Regions from separate parts of the Muntiacus reevesi genome. Here region 1 is linked to region 2. Evidence: chromatin contacts called from public Hi-C data. All regions are on one chromosome and are shown on one strand. The core of a region is the stretch at or near the end of the contact, and the rest is flanking DNA. Distances in the headings are between cores, read along the strand shown. Region 1 holds the start of SARAF (store-operated calcium entry associated regulatory factor). Region 2 holds the start of TNKS (tankyrase).

What was found. Hi-C and Micro-C count contacts between places; a contact is called where the count stands out from the background.
Region 1: a contact with region 2 is called in a Hi-C map of muscle, with 11 times the contacts expected there. The contact joins the promoter of SARAF here to the promoter of TNKS in region 2. A contact is called at or near these places in 2 of 3 Hi-C or Micro-C datasets (blood and muscle).

The regions. Positions count from the first base shown.
Region 1 is chr10:67,379,257-67,385,724 of mMunRee1.1, forward strand. SARAF (store-operated calcium entry associated regulatory factor) reads right to left here and starts at 4,502. Exons shown (of 6, transcript XM_065947106.1): 1 at 4,226-4,502. The coding sequence starts at 4,328.
Region 2 is chr10:66,647,684-66,654,594 of mMunRee1.1, forward strand. TNKS (tankyrase) reads left to right here and starts at 2,694. Exons shown (of 27, transcript XM_065946583.1): 1 at 2,694-3,395. The coding sequence starts at 2,723.

The sequences.
Region 1 (6,468 bases), core at 3,252-5,751, 730 kb after region 2:
CTATATAAAAACTTAATTCCATGTGAGCCAAAGATCTAAATTTCCCAGAACCACACTAAAATAAACTATTGTATATTAAACCCATGCTACCTCCTACTAAATACAAAATTGTAACAATGAAAATGTTTAATGGTTTAAAAAATCAGAAAGTATTACTAAACTAACAGGAATAATAAACTTGACCTTGTTGCACAAGGGCTGAGATAATGCAAAGAACAATGAACTAAATTCCCACCGCCAACTTGCTATATGACTTTGGCCATTTCACTTTACTTACCTGTATAGAAATTAGCAGTAAAGATAAGATTAACCCAAAAACTGGCTGTGAAACTTAGATATGATTTACTAAAATTATCTAACAGCGTTCTTGACACATAATAGGAGATCAAGTATAAAAAATATTAGCGTTCCCAGGTGGCACTAGTGGTTTAAAAAAAAAAAAAAACACCTCTCCTGTCAATGCAGGAGACTTAAGAGACGCAGCAGGTTCGATCCTCGGGTTGGGAGAATCCCCTGGAGGAGGGCACAGCAACCCACTCCAGCATTCCTGCCTGGAAAATCCCCATGAACAGAGGAGCCTGGCGGGCTGCAGTCCATAGGGTGGCACAGAGTGGACAAGACTGAAGCAACTTAGCACGCACACGCATCCCTATGGGTTTTCATCACCATAAACTCCACAGCATCTTTCCTCCTAGAGATCCTAAACGCTGCTACGTTTTGTGTCCCCCAAAATTCGTATGTGAAGCCCTAATCCCCAAGAGATGGCATTTGGAGACAGGGCCTTGTCTACGGCCATACCACCCTGAATGCGCCCGATCTCGTCTGGAGACAGGGCCTTTGAGGGGCAATAAGTTTTATATGAGGTCATGAGTACTGAGCCCCAGTGATGGGATCGGTGCCCTTGTAAGAATAGGAAGCGACCAGAGCTCCCATCTCCCCACCCCCGCTCTGTAATGTGAGAACGTTAACAAGACAGTCACCTGCAGAGCAGGACGAGGGGCCTCACCAGACACCAAATATGCTGGCATGTTTATCTTGGACTTCTCAGCCTCCAGAATTCTAGGAATAAAAGTTGCTTACCACCCAGTCTATGGTATTTTGTTACAGAAGTTTGAACTAAGACAAGGTCTAAGAACGAAATGCTCACAACCTTACTCAACATCAGTCAAGGGTCACACGGAGTTCCCTGAAATCCAGACTCACAAATCGAAATTTACTCACAGGAGGTCTCAAGCTTAAGGTGAACAAAACCCCAAACTTGATTCTCCCACAATTCCACATCTCAGGAAATGGTAATTCCATCCTTCCAGCCACTCAGACCAAAAACCTTTTAGTCATCTTTGTCTTTTCTCTTCCTTCCACCCCTATGTCTAATCCAGCAGAATTATCTTGTCATTTCTACATTCAAAACAAGTGAGAAGCCAACCATTCTCATCAACTCTACGGCTTCTCCCGCGGCCCAAACCATCGCCTCTCTTGAAACTTCACTGCCCTCCCAGCTTCCCCCCAACCCTCACCCACTATGGTCTGTTTTCCAAGGAGCAGACAGAATGAGCCTCTAAAATACAGGTCATAATAAATACATATAAATACACACACACATATTCACACACATATGTGTGTTGTGTGTCCTGTTCTTTGTGACCCCATGGATTGTAGCCCACCAGGCTCCTCTGTCCATGGGGATTCTCCAGGCAAGAATACTTAAGTGGATTGCCATGCCCTCCTCCAGGGGATCTTCCCAACCCAGGGATGGAACCTAGGTCTTCCACATTGCAGGAAGATTCTTTATCGTCTGAGACACCAGGAAGCCCATGAATAATGGAGTGGGTAGCCTAACCCTTCTCCAAGGGATTCTCCTGACACGACCAGATAGAATAGGGTAGGATAAAATAAAATACAGGTCATAGCACATCTGTCCATTCAGATTTCTCATCAATTATCACCTTAAATGTGACTTCTTCCCTGACTAATGTATATTTTGAAACTCCCTGCTTCTACCTACACACTCTGTCCTCCTTATCCTATTTTTATCAATGTCCACACCACTATTGAGGCTTCCCTGGTGGTGTTAGTGGTAAAGAACCTGCCTGCCAATGCAGGTGATGCAAGTTTGATGCCTTGGGTCAGGAAGATCCCAGAAGGAAGTGGCAACCCACTCCAGTATTCTTGCCTGGAAAATTCCACGGACAGGGACAGAGGAGCCTGGGGGTCTACAGTCCATGGGGTTGCAGAGTCAGACACGACTGAGCAACTGAGTACACATATTTAAATAGTACCACTATTTACAATACAACACGCTTTTTTACCTGATTTGTTTATTGTCTATTTCTCAACAGATGTAAACTCCTTCAGGGCAAAACACTGTTTGTTCACTGCTATGTATCCAACACCCAGAAGAATAACAAATACAAAGTAGCTCAATAAATAATTTTGAAAAATTTTAGGTACTCTCTTCAGAACTGGTACAATTTTTCTTTTCTGGGCATATTATTGCTTTGTTTTAGCTAAGGACAAAGTAAGTACATTCAAAGTCAAACAAAAGATTAACAGTTCCTCAAAAGAAAGTTAAGGCCAAGTAGTTAAGACTGTGTTTACTCTGAAAATATTTCAGTGCCTTTTGTTCCAGAACAATAGTTCTATAGAGCAGGCAGACTAAGAGCTACCAGGAAGCAGTTCACCATTGATTTAAATGTGGTTCCTGTTTTTCATTCCCTTGACTCATCTGTAAACCTCACTTCTTTATTTAAGAAAGGGTTGAAGGTTCAACTAATTAATGTTTTAATCCAGTTTACAAATTATAAATCTAATCAAAGTCTCCTATCTATATAAAACTTTCTAGAAATACATATGTAAAATGTATAAACATTTAAATCCAACTTGACTTTTTAGTAAAACATCAACATCAAAGGAGTAGTCAAAGTCAAGTATTTATAAATAACACCTTCTCTTTTTAGCATTTAAAAATAGAAATAAGAAGCTAAAAAAATAAATCTGTGGCTGAAGTTCAAAACACAGTCATTTCCTATCAGCAAATCACTACAGCAATACTGGTACACTTCTCATGCTTTAATACTCCACAGAGCAAAAATGATGTTTTCATTGTTTGAAAATCATTTTTTATATCACTCCAATTTAACAGCAAGCACCACTAATTGTAAAGACTGTCTGTGTGTATATATACACACATACATTATTAATTATATGGAATATTACCGTTCTCATAAAACGTCGTTAGAAAATTCTAATAACACAGTGATATAAAATAATTTTCTTAAAAATCACTTATTATGTACCATCACCAAAATATATGTATTTTTTTTAATTCAATGAGAAAAGCTGATGTAACGCAATGGACTTCACTGTAATAGTCAGAAGCAGCAGCATTGAGTTGTGCTCACATAAATAGCACAGTCTATTTCTCTGCTAACCTTGAAAGCCCCCTGGACAGCCAGGAGATCAAACCAATCCATCCTAAAAGAAATCAACCCTGATTATTCACTGGAAGGACTGACGCTGAAGCTGAGGCTCCAACACTCTGGCCACCTGATGCAAAGAGTCGACTCATTGAAAAAGACCCTGATGCTGGTAAAGACTGAAGGCAGAAGGAGAAGGGGCAACAGAGGATAATATGGTCGGATGCAACATCGACTCAATAGACACGAGCTTGAGCAAACTCCGGTAGATAGAAGAAAAGAGAAGCCTGGCGTGCTGCAGTCCATGGGGTCACAAACAGTCAGACACGACTGAGCGACTAAACAACAACAACAACAACAATCTACCTCCAATGTCTCCAGCCTGTCCGCTAAATGTGACTCAGACACTGCGGGTGCTGTGGCAACCGCCAGGTATAGCAACAGGCAGCCAAGACAAATGCCAGCGACGATGACGTCAGACAGTCTTGACAACAAAGCAGGACGCGCAAGCGAGGGTCGAGCTTGCCACCCAGACTCAGGGGACAGGGGCTATCGCCCGAGAAAGAAGAAAGTGGGCCAATTCCGGGAGTCCAGGGAGGGGAGAAGAAAATAGTAACCACGCCAGGATCAACCCGCCCCGCCCACTCCCCACAGTCCACCCGTCCCGGAGGACGTCGGGGAAGCGCACGCGCGACAGGCAGGATGACGAAAACGAGAAACTACGGCAGAAGGGCTCAAGGGGCGGCGAGCGGAGATGGTCTTCTGCTGGCTGAAGGCAGCGGGAAGGGGGGAGTGTGGGTGGCACTCACCGCGCTCGTCCCAGCACCGCGCTGTGCCCACGACCAGCAGGAGCAAAAGGAGGCTGGACAGAGCGCAGCGCCCGGTCGCTGCCGGCCCGCCGGCCGCCGCCATGGCGCTGAGCGAAGATGGCGCGCGGCAGCCGGACACTCGCGGGCCAGAGCCGGGGCTGCAGGTGTCCACGCGCCGCTACGCACTGACGCCGGTGGCTCGGGCCGCCGACGAAGATCTGCCGCAGAGCCGCGGCCGCGAGACTCTCCGTGCGCCACTCTGACGTCACTACCGCTGCGCCGCGTGTGGGGACCCGAGTGGTCACCGTTGTGGGCGGGGCGTGGGCGGGGCGCCGTCATTGGGGCGGAGCCAAGGGCGGCCGCTCAGGCTGTGGGCAAGGCGCCGCCGTTGGGGCGGAGCCAAGGGCGGGGACACAGGCTGTGAGCCGGGCTGAGGGCCGGCCACCTGAGGGTTCAGCGCGAAGGTGCTGTGGTTGAAGAATGAAACCATTATTAGGCAAAGTCTTTGTGCTCTGCTATGCTTAATCGCTCAGTCGTGTCCGACTCTCTTCGAGTCTGTTTTGACTGTAGCCTGCCAGGTTTCTCTGTCCGTGGGGATTCTTCAAGCAAGAATATTGGAGTGGGTTGCCATGCCCTCCTCCAGGGGATCTTCCCAACCCAGGGATCAAACCCAGGTCTCCCGCATTACAGGCGGATTCTTTACCGTCTGAGCCACCAGGGAAGCCCAAGAATACTGGAGTGGTGAGCTTATCCCTTCTCCAGGAGATCTTCCCTATCCGGGAATGGAACCGGGGTCTCCTGCATGGCAGGCGGATTCTTTTACCAGATAAGCTACTAGGGAAGTCCCAGGCAAAGTCTAACTGTAGCCAATTATGTATTTATAAAACCTCAATAACCTTCCCGACAGACGTTACTGTGTCTTACTCAACTTTGTATCTTCAGTCCCTAGCATGGTACCTGGCGCAAGATTTGTGTTCCATTAAGTGTTAGTCGCACAGTCTGACTCTGCGACATCATTCAGTGGCTCAGTCGCGTCCAACTCTTTGCGACCCCATGGACTTCAGCACACCATGCTTATCTGTTCATCACCAACTCCCTGAACTTGCTCAACCTCATCTCTATCAAGAACGTGATGCCATCTAACCATTCAATCCTCTGTCATCCCTTTCTCCTCCTGCCTTCAATCTTTCCCAGAATCAGGGTCTTTTACAGTGAGTGCGACACCATTCAGTTCAGTTCAGTTCAGTCGCTAAGTCGTGTCCGACTCTTTGCGACCCCATGAATCGCAGCACGCCAGGCCTCCCTGTCCATCAACAACTCCCGGAGTTTACTCAAACTCATGCCCATCGAGTCGGTGATGCCATCGAGTCAGCGACACCATTACTGTTTGCTAAATACAGAAGGGATTTGAGACAGAGGTGGCCTGGAAATATAGTCTGGTTTCCGAAGCTCAGAAATTTTACATATTTCCTTCTACGTGGAGGCAGTGGCAATTTACAAGATATCTGGAGGAGAAACTACCACCTACATAAAGAACCAGCCAGAGAAAACAGTTATGTGCATAGGCATTGTCTTTGAGGTTTGAGAGGCCTGGGTTTCTCTCCATTCATTCATTCATTCAACAAATACAGGTTGAGTGCCTAATATGTATCTGGTGCTGTTTTAGGCTTAGAGGACACAGACAAGGTCCCTGTTCTCATAGAGTTTACACTGATAAGAAATAGGACAAACAAATAATAAATTAATAAACAAAGATAACAGTGATAGTGCATTGATGAAAATAAAACAGTAATGCAATAGAGATTGGGGCTTCCCTGGTGGCTCAACAGTAAAGAATCTGCCTGCCAATACAGGAGACCCAGGTTCAATCCCTAGGTCAGGAAGATCCCCTGGAGAAGGACATGGCAACCCACTCCAGTATTCTTGCCTGGGAAATTCCATGGACAGAGGAGCGTGGCAGGCTACAGTCCATTGGGTCACAAAAGAGTCCGACACTTAACAACAGCATTAGAGACCTAGGAGGCAACTTCAGGGAGAGCCTTGCTGAGGAGGTGATTTTGAAGCTTTGAGACGCGAATGATGAGAAAATGCAAATATCAAGCAACAGCCTTCACCATATGGGGAAAGGCAGAAACAAAAGCCCTAGCTTTGTGTTTTGAGGCACATCCTTCACTAATTTGATGAGTGCCTTTCTATATTTAGCACCTACTAGTGCATCTACTAGTATCTAACAGTACCTGCAA
Region 2 (6,911 bases), core at 1,444-3,943:
AAAGGATCAGGTAATGATATCTGCTCTTTCATGTTTAGAGCTCAACATTAGTCCATACAAGCCCAAACCTTATAAATACTTAATGTTAAGCACTTTTACTACTTTCCAGTGAAGGGGAAAAAATTGCAATTGATTGAATGCATTTTCAGACACTGTTTACCAGTAGAATCAGTTCAGTTCAGTCGCTCAGTCATGTCCAACTCTTTGCGACTCCATGAACCGCAGCACACCAGGCCTCCCTGTCCATCACCAACTCATGGAGTCTACTCAAACTCATGTCCATCCAGTCAGTGATGCCATCCAGTCATCTCATCCTCTGTCGTCCCCTTCTCCTCCTGCCCCCAATCCCTCCCAGCATCAGGGTCTTTTCCAATAAGTCAGCTCTTCACATGAGGTGGCCAAAGTATTGGAGTTTCAGCTTCAGCATCAGTCCCTCCAATGAACACCCAGGACTGATCTCCTTTAGGATGGACTGGTTGGATCTCCTTGCAGACCAAGGGACTCTCAAGAGTCTTCTCCAACACCACAGTTCAAAAGCATCAATTTTTCAGTGCTCAGCTTTCTTCACAGTCTAACTCTCACATCCATACGTGACCACTGGGAAAACCATAGCCTTGACTAGACGGACTTTTGTTGGCAAAGTAATGTCTCTGCTTTTTAATATGCTGTCTAGGTTGGTCATAACTTTCCTTCCAAGGAGTAAGCATAGAATAGTTTCCGGCAATTCAGCCTTTTTAAAAAATCTCTATCCAGCAGAAACTTTTAAGTTTATTTTGTACAGATAAACAGACAGATGCATTTTGAATTAGGGTGAACACTACTATCAGTAACTGGCCATCAGGGTAGCAGGTAACATAATTCCTGTGTTCCCATTCAGGGACAGGGTCACAGTAAAGGGGCCAAAGGGGAGTTATGGACATCTATGCACATGCTGATTCACCAGCTCCTCAATGCCACCTCGTGCTGTCCATTAAGATTCAAAACCAGAAGAATGTGTGAACAGATTTTAGTTACACCGAGGGAAGTTTTTCTATCCAGTCACACATTTGTCAATATGTGAACAATGGCACAAATTTATCAGACAGATAATGTTAGTATTATAATCTGTAACCACAAACTAGATGGCAATAAATGTCATTCATAACATTAATTATGTTTTTGACCTTATTGTATTTAACGGTAGTCATAAATAAACTTACCTACTTATTTGGATGGGAATGTTAGCATCACACTAATTACACTGAATAATGAACATGTGAAAGGACAGTTTATCATGTGGTTTAGTATTCTGCAAAATGCAATTTCTACCTGACCCATCTAAATCTTGGGCATTTCTTAAGACACAGAATCTCCATCTATGTCTACTCTCTTGGAATAATGCTATTTTTCTAAATTTCCATAATGCCTACTTTACTATTAAATAAGAAGCAGGAAATGGAGACCTTAATGAGATGATCCAAATCATTGATACATTTCTTTTGATGGTAGACAATAAAAAAAGGAAGGTATAGGCAGAGGAAAGAGAAAGATATTGCTGAAGAATGGCTTCTGATGGTGAGTGATGGGTGTAGTAAGCCGGTTTTTATCTTAGTTTGAGAAGGAGAGGGAAGAGGGATGAGAGGAACAGAGAAGGTCCCCTAAAAAGAATTCAAAAGAAACGAACATGTTTGTCATTATTTCAGTGGAGTTTAAGGTGAGAAATGAAAGCACAGAGGTAACAGAACAGAAAAAAACATAACTTTAGTAGTTAATATTTATTGAACTATTAATTCCATTTTGCAGAGGGGAACCTAAGACACAGAGGGGTTAAATAGCTTGCCCAAATCTACATAGCTCGTTCATGGCAGAGCCTGAATTTCAATCCTTGCAATCTGAACTTCTATTGTAAAACGAGGTACTTAACAAAGCACATAGAGTGAGAACTCTCATAGAGAGGGGATATAGAGACCAAGGTATTAACTGAGAGGGGGAGAAGGCTGCATTAATTTTTTTTTTTTTTTTTTTACCAGTGGGCTAATTATGTGTGTTAGTCGCTCAGTCGTGTCCGACTCTTTGCGACCCCATGGACTGTAGCCCACCAGGCTCCTCTGTCCACGAGATCCTCCAGGCAAGAATACTGGAGTGGGTTGTCATTCCCTTCTCCAGGGGATCTTTCCGACCCAGGAATCAAACTTGAGTCTCCTGCATTGCAGGCAGATCTTTACCATCTGAACCACAAGGGAAGCAGACAACATTTTGTAAATGTTAGCTCATTTAATTCCGCTAACAATTCTGTGAGATAGATACTAGCTCATTTTTCAGACAGGGGCACTTGACATTTGATAAATGATACATACCTTGCACAGAGTTCCATCTCACGCAGGTTCTGCCGCAAGACAAGGAAGACTGAAGGAGACTTGGCAACAGAACGGAACAGGGTAAGGTAAGCAAGTTCAAAGCGAGAAATGCAGGAAAAGTTTCTCACTTAAGCCTAGGCTAGTTCCAGTTTTCAAATCTCCCCGGCCAGCCCGCGAAGGCGTCACAAATCCCGCCCCTCGGCGACGAAGCCACGCCCCCTTCCGCGGAGGGGCTCGGAGCTCCCAATACTGCCCTCCCACCCTTTGACCCCGCCCACTTCTCCAGCATCATTTCCTGTGCGCTGGGCGCTAATTGGTCCGGCAGTCGGAAGTGAGGGCGGGCGGTGGGGCCGTTGCCGCAGTGACAGAGCTGGGGGAGTCCGAAGATGGCGGCGTCGCGTCGCTCTCAGCATCATCACCACCATCATCAACAACAGCTCCAGCCCGCCCCAGGGGCTTCGGCGCCGCCGCCTCCACCTCCCCCCCCACTCAGCCCGGGCCTGGCCCCTGGGACCACCCCGGCCTCCCCTACGGTGGGCAGCCTGGCCCCGTTCGCCTCCCCGAGGCACGGCCTAGCGCTGCCGGAGGGGGATGGCAGTCGGGATCCGCCCGACAGGCCCAGATCCCCGGACCCGGCTGACAGTGCCAGCTGTTGCAGTCCCACGAGCACAATCTGTACGGTCGCCGCCGCTCCCGTGGTCCCGGCGGTTTCTGCCTCATCTGCCGTCGGGGTCGCTCCTAACCCAGCCGGCGGCGGCAGTAACAATTCACCGTCGTCCTCTTCTTCCCCGACTTCTTCCTCCTCTTCCTCTCCATCCTCCCCCGGATCGAGCTTGGCGGAGAGCCCCGAGGCGACCGGAGTTAGCACCACAGCACCACTGGGGCCTGGGGCTGCGGGCCCGGGGCCAGGGGTCCCAGCAGTGAGCGGGGCCCTGCGGGAACTGTTGGAGGCCTGTCGCAATGGGGACGTGTCCCGGGTAAAGAGGCTGGTGGACGCGGCAAACGTGAATGCTAAGGACATGGCCGGCCGGAAGTCTTCTCCCCTGCACTTCGCTGCAGGTCAGAGACTTTTTGAATTGTTTATTAAGGGTTTTGGTGTTTGGCACTGGAGGGTCCGGGTAGGGAAAGAAAACGAGTTATGATGATGGGAACGATGGGGGCGTGGTGATGATGCCTCAGTACTTCTCGGGAAGCCTTGAGATTCCTTTCTTTAGGTGGTGTCAGGGTGACGGGGGCGTGGTAGGGGAACGTGTGAGTCCCTTCTTTTTAGTTTGCACAGTGATCCTCGTGCTCATCCCCAACCTCCCGTAGTGGTCGTCTCAGGACATGGATATACTTAAACTTTTTCAGTTCCGAGTGTGTCGGAATAAAGTTAGATCTAAGCAGTGTTAGAATAGTTTTGTCGTGCGTTTACTCATTTCCTTTTTACAGGAGTAATGTCGCATGAGGACAAACTAGCCCAAGAGAAGTTTAATAAAACTCAACAAGTGTTAAGTAGCTATCGTAACCTTATCATTAATATAAGAGACTTAAATGTGAGACTTAAATGAAGTTAGTGAAACTTTCTCCCCTTTTGAGGTAGTGTACAGTCCGATTTGGTAGATCAAAATGTGCCTATGTGAAACAGCTGTAGAAAAATATTTGGTTGCATTATGTGATGGCAGAAGAAAAGGCTTTCAAGTTCTGGCAACTGCTGTCTGTTGGTTGTGTAACATAATTTTCCTTATCTCAGTAGCCTCCATCTCCTCATGGGCAAAAATGTATATGGGGATTGTGTGAGGATTTAGTGAGAAGTATCTGAGACTTAAGTTCTCCCCCGAAGGTACTTATTCCTAAAACATAGACCACTGTACACTTTTTTTTTAAGCAAGTAATTGTTTTCTTTTAAAAACAGCTAACATGGTTTTATAAAATACAGAGAAATTTAAAACAAAAAGGGTCATAATCTCCTTGCCTAGATACTTCCTATTGACATTAAAAAAATAAAGATTATAAACCTTAGAAATATTACATTAGAAATGTGTATGTTATGTGTACATTCATATAGTACAGAAATATATGAAATGAAAAAAGCATCGCACATAAACATCAAAGATCATACTCTGAAGATAACTTCTGTTAAGTTTCATGCTGTATTTTAATATATACCACTCTTTGAGTTTGTTCTGTTAATGTAAAGCATATGTTAAGAACTTAATGTATTGTTTATTTCTACCAGAACTCGGGAAATATTTTTATCCTCATTTTACAGATGACAGAAGTGAAGCATGTACAGCTTAAATAATCCTAAATTCACATAAGAAGTAGTGGAACCTGGATTTAAATTTAGTTTGATTTTGGAATGTGTGAAGTCCAGGTTAAACAATTATACTTGGTTTAAGATCACTTTTCATTTTTGTGAGTAATTTTTATGGAGTTTTCACTTTGCAGTGTTTGGGGAGAAGTAGTAATTGGGGGCATATACACTCCAAGAGTAATGTTCACACTTTTTTTTTTTTTTGCAGCCCGTACTTAGCAATAAATTTTATGTTGTCACATGCAAAGTGAATCAAAAGTTTCAGGAAACAGTTCTTTGCCTTGCTACGTGTGTTGTACTCTGATATTTTATATCCTAATCTATTTCCTTTCTTGCAAATGCTGTTTATGATCCCGTTAATGAGTCAAGGTCAGCAATGTGAGAAATACGTACAGGAAATCATTATCAGATCACTGGAAATGTGGACACTACTATTAGGAAAGATTGAGGGCAGGAGGAGAATGGGGTGACAGAGGGTGAGAGGGTTGGATGGCATCATCGACACAATAGACTTGAGTTTGAGCAGACCCTGGGAAATAGTGAAGGACAGGGAAGCCTGGCATGCTGCAGTCTGTATGGTCACAAAGAGTCAGACATGGCTTAGCAACTCAACAACAACAACTATTAGGAATGTAGTGAATTGAATCAAAATCAGGCTCCCATTTAAGTATGCAGATGCTCCAAGTGTTGCTTATTTTAGATGAAATCATTTCTTTTTTTTAGGCAGGATGAAAGATCTATAATAAATGAAGGAAGACTGCCTTTGTAGACTTTTTTCCAGATTTGACTATTATAACACGTTGTTTCACAAATCTTGTCATTTTTCATCATACTGCATTGTAAGTAATCACTTGGAGATGATAGTTACATTAATTTTTGTAATATTTAGGATTAGTCACACATAAAATAGTGCTTATCTCCCGAGTCACATCTTCTGTTTGCCACAGTAGTTAACTTTTTATTCTGTTTTAGAGTTCTATGTGTACCCAGCTAAGCTAGAAGACAGACAGTGAAACAGTCCTGTAATTATGTTGTAGTTATGAGACCCTAATCTTGAACTGGCTTATTTAGGGGAAAAAAAATAATCTCTTTTAATTCCATGTGGAAAAGGGAACAAAAACAGTGAAACTCTCCATGGTATAAAAACATAACACTCTAGTCCGTTTACTGTGTTTCATGTTTGTGTTCATAGCATTAAAGCTTTCTTTAATTTAGTCTTCTTCATGTGTAGGCTGGGTAATTAAAAGTGATTTCAGTTGACTATTACTTGATTGGAATGCTAGTCACTGAATGTCATGGAAGAGCTGTTTTAAAGATAGGAAATTGGTGCCATGCCTTGGATGGAAAGATTTAAAAATTGTAGTTCCAGTGTTCCACAAATCTTTTATTACTTAAGATGTGAAAGTCACTCAGTCGTGTCCAGCTCTTTGGGACCCTGTGGACTTTACAGAACCCCATGGAATCCTCCAGGCCAGAATACTGAAGTGGGTAGCCTTCCGCTTCTCCAGGGGATTTTCCCAACCCAGGGGTTGAACCCAGGTCTCCCACATTGCAGGTAGATTCTTTACCAGCTAAACCACAAGGGAAGCCCAAGAATGCTGAAGTGGGTAGCCTAACCCTTCTCCAGCTGATCTTCCTGACACAGAAATCAAACCAGGATCTTCTGCTTTGTAGGCGAATTCTTTACCAAGTGAGCTGATAGCTTATGTAGGTTGGTGTTAAATATTGACAGAGTTTTGAAGTGGTCAGTTGTCCTTACCCTTATGGAGCTTACAGTCTAGTGGAGAACTAAAAGCAACAATAACAAAAACCCCACAGAGTGTTCTAGAGTGATAGGAAAAGTAAACTAGTCTCTTTTGGAGCAGGCAGTAAGGATGTTTGTCCTGATTTTAGATCATTTAAAGAAGTCTTTCTAGATAAAGAGATGTTTTAAAGTGAGGATTTAAAGGATGAGTCCAAGCTAGCCAAGCAAAGATGGAAGGAAGAATGTTAATTAATGCCTTTATTTCCGCTTAAAAATAAGTACAGTTCTATGGAATGAAATGAAATCATTTTTAAGGCTCTTTGAAGTGATGTGAAGTCATATTCATATTTAAATCCTTATGCCTTTTTTTAAACCATAATTCTTTCCAGCAGCAGAGTTAATTCTTTCTATCCCACTTTGGACTGTGATAATTGTTAAATGTGTCTCACAGACAGTATTAATAATGTCCATAACTAGAAACATAATCTTTAGTTTCCACTATTGGTATAGATTCTTACAGTACAGCTTCTGATAC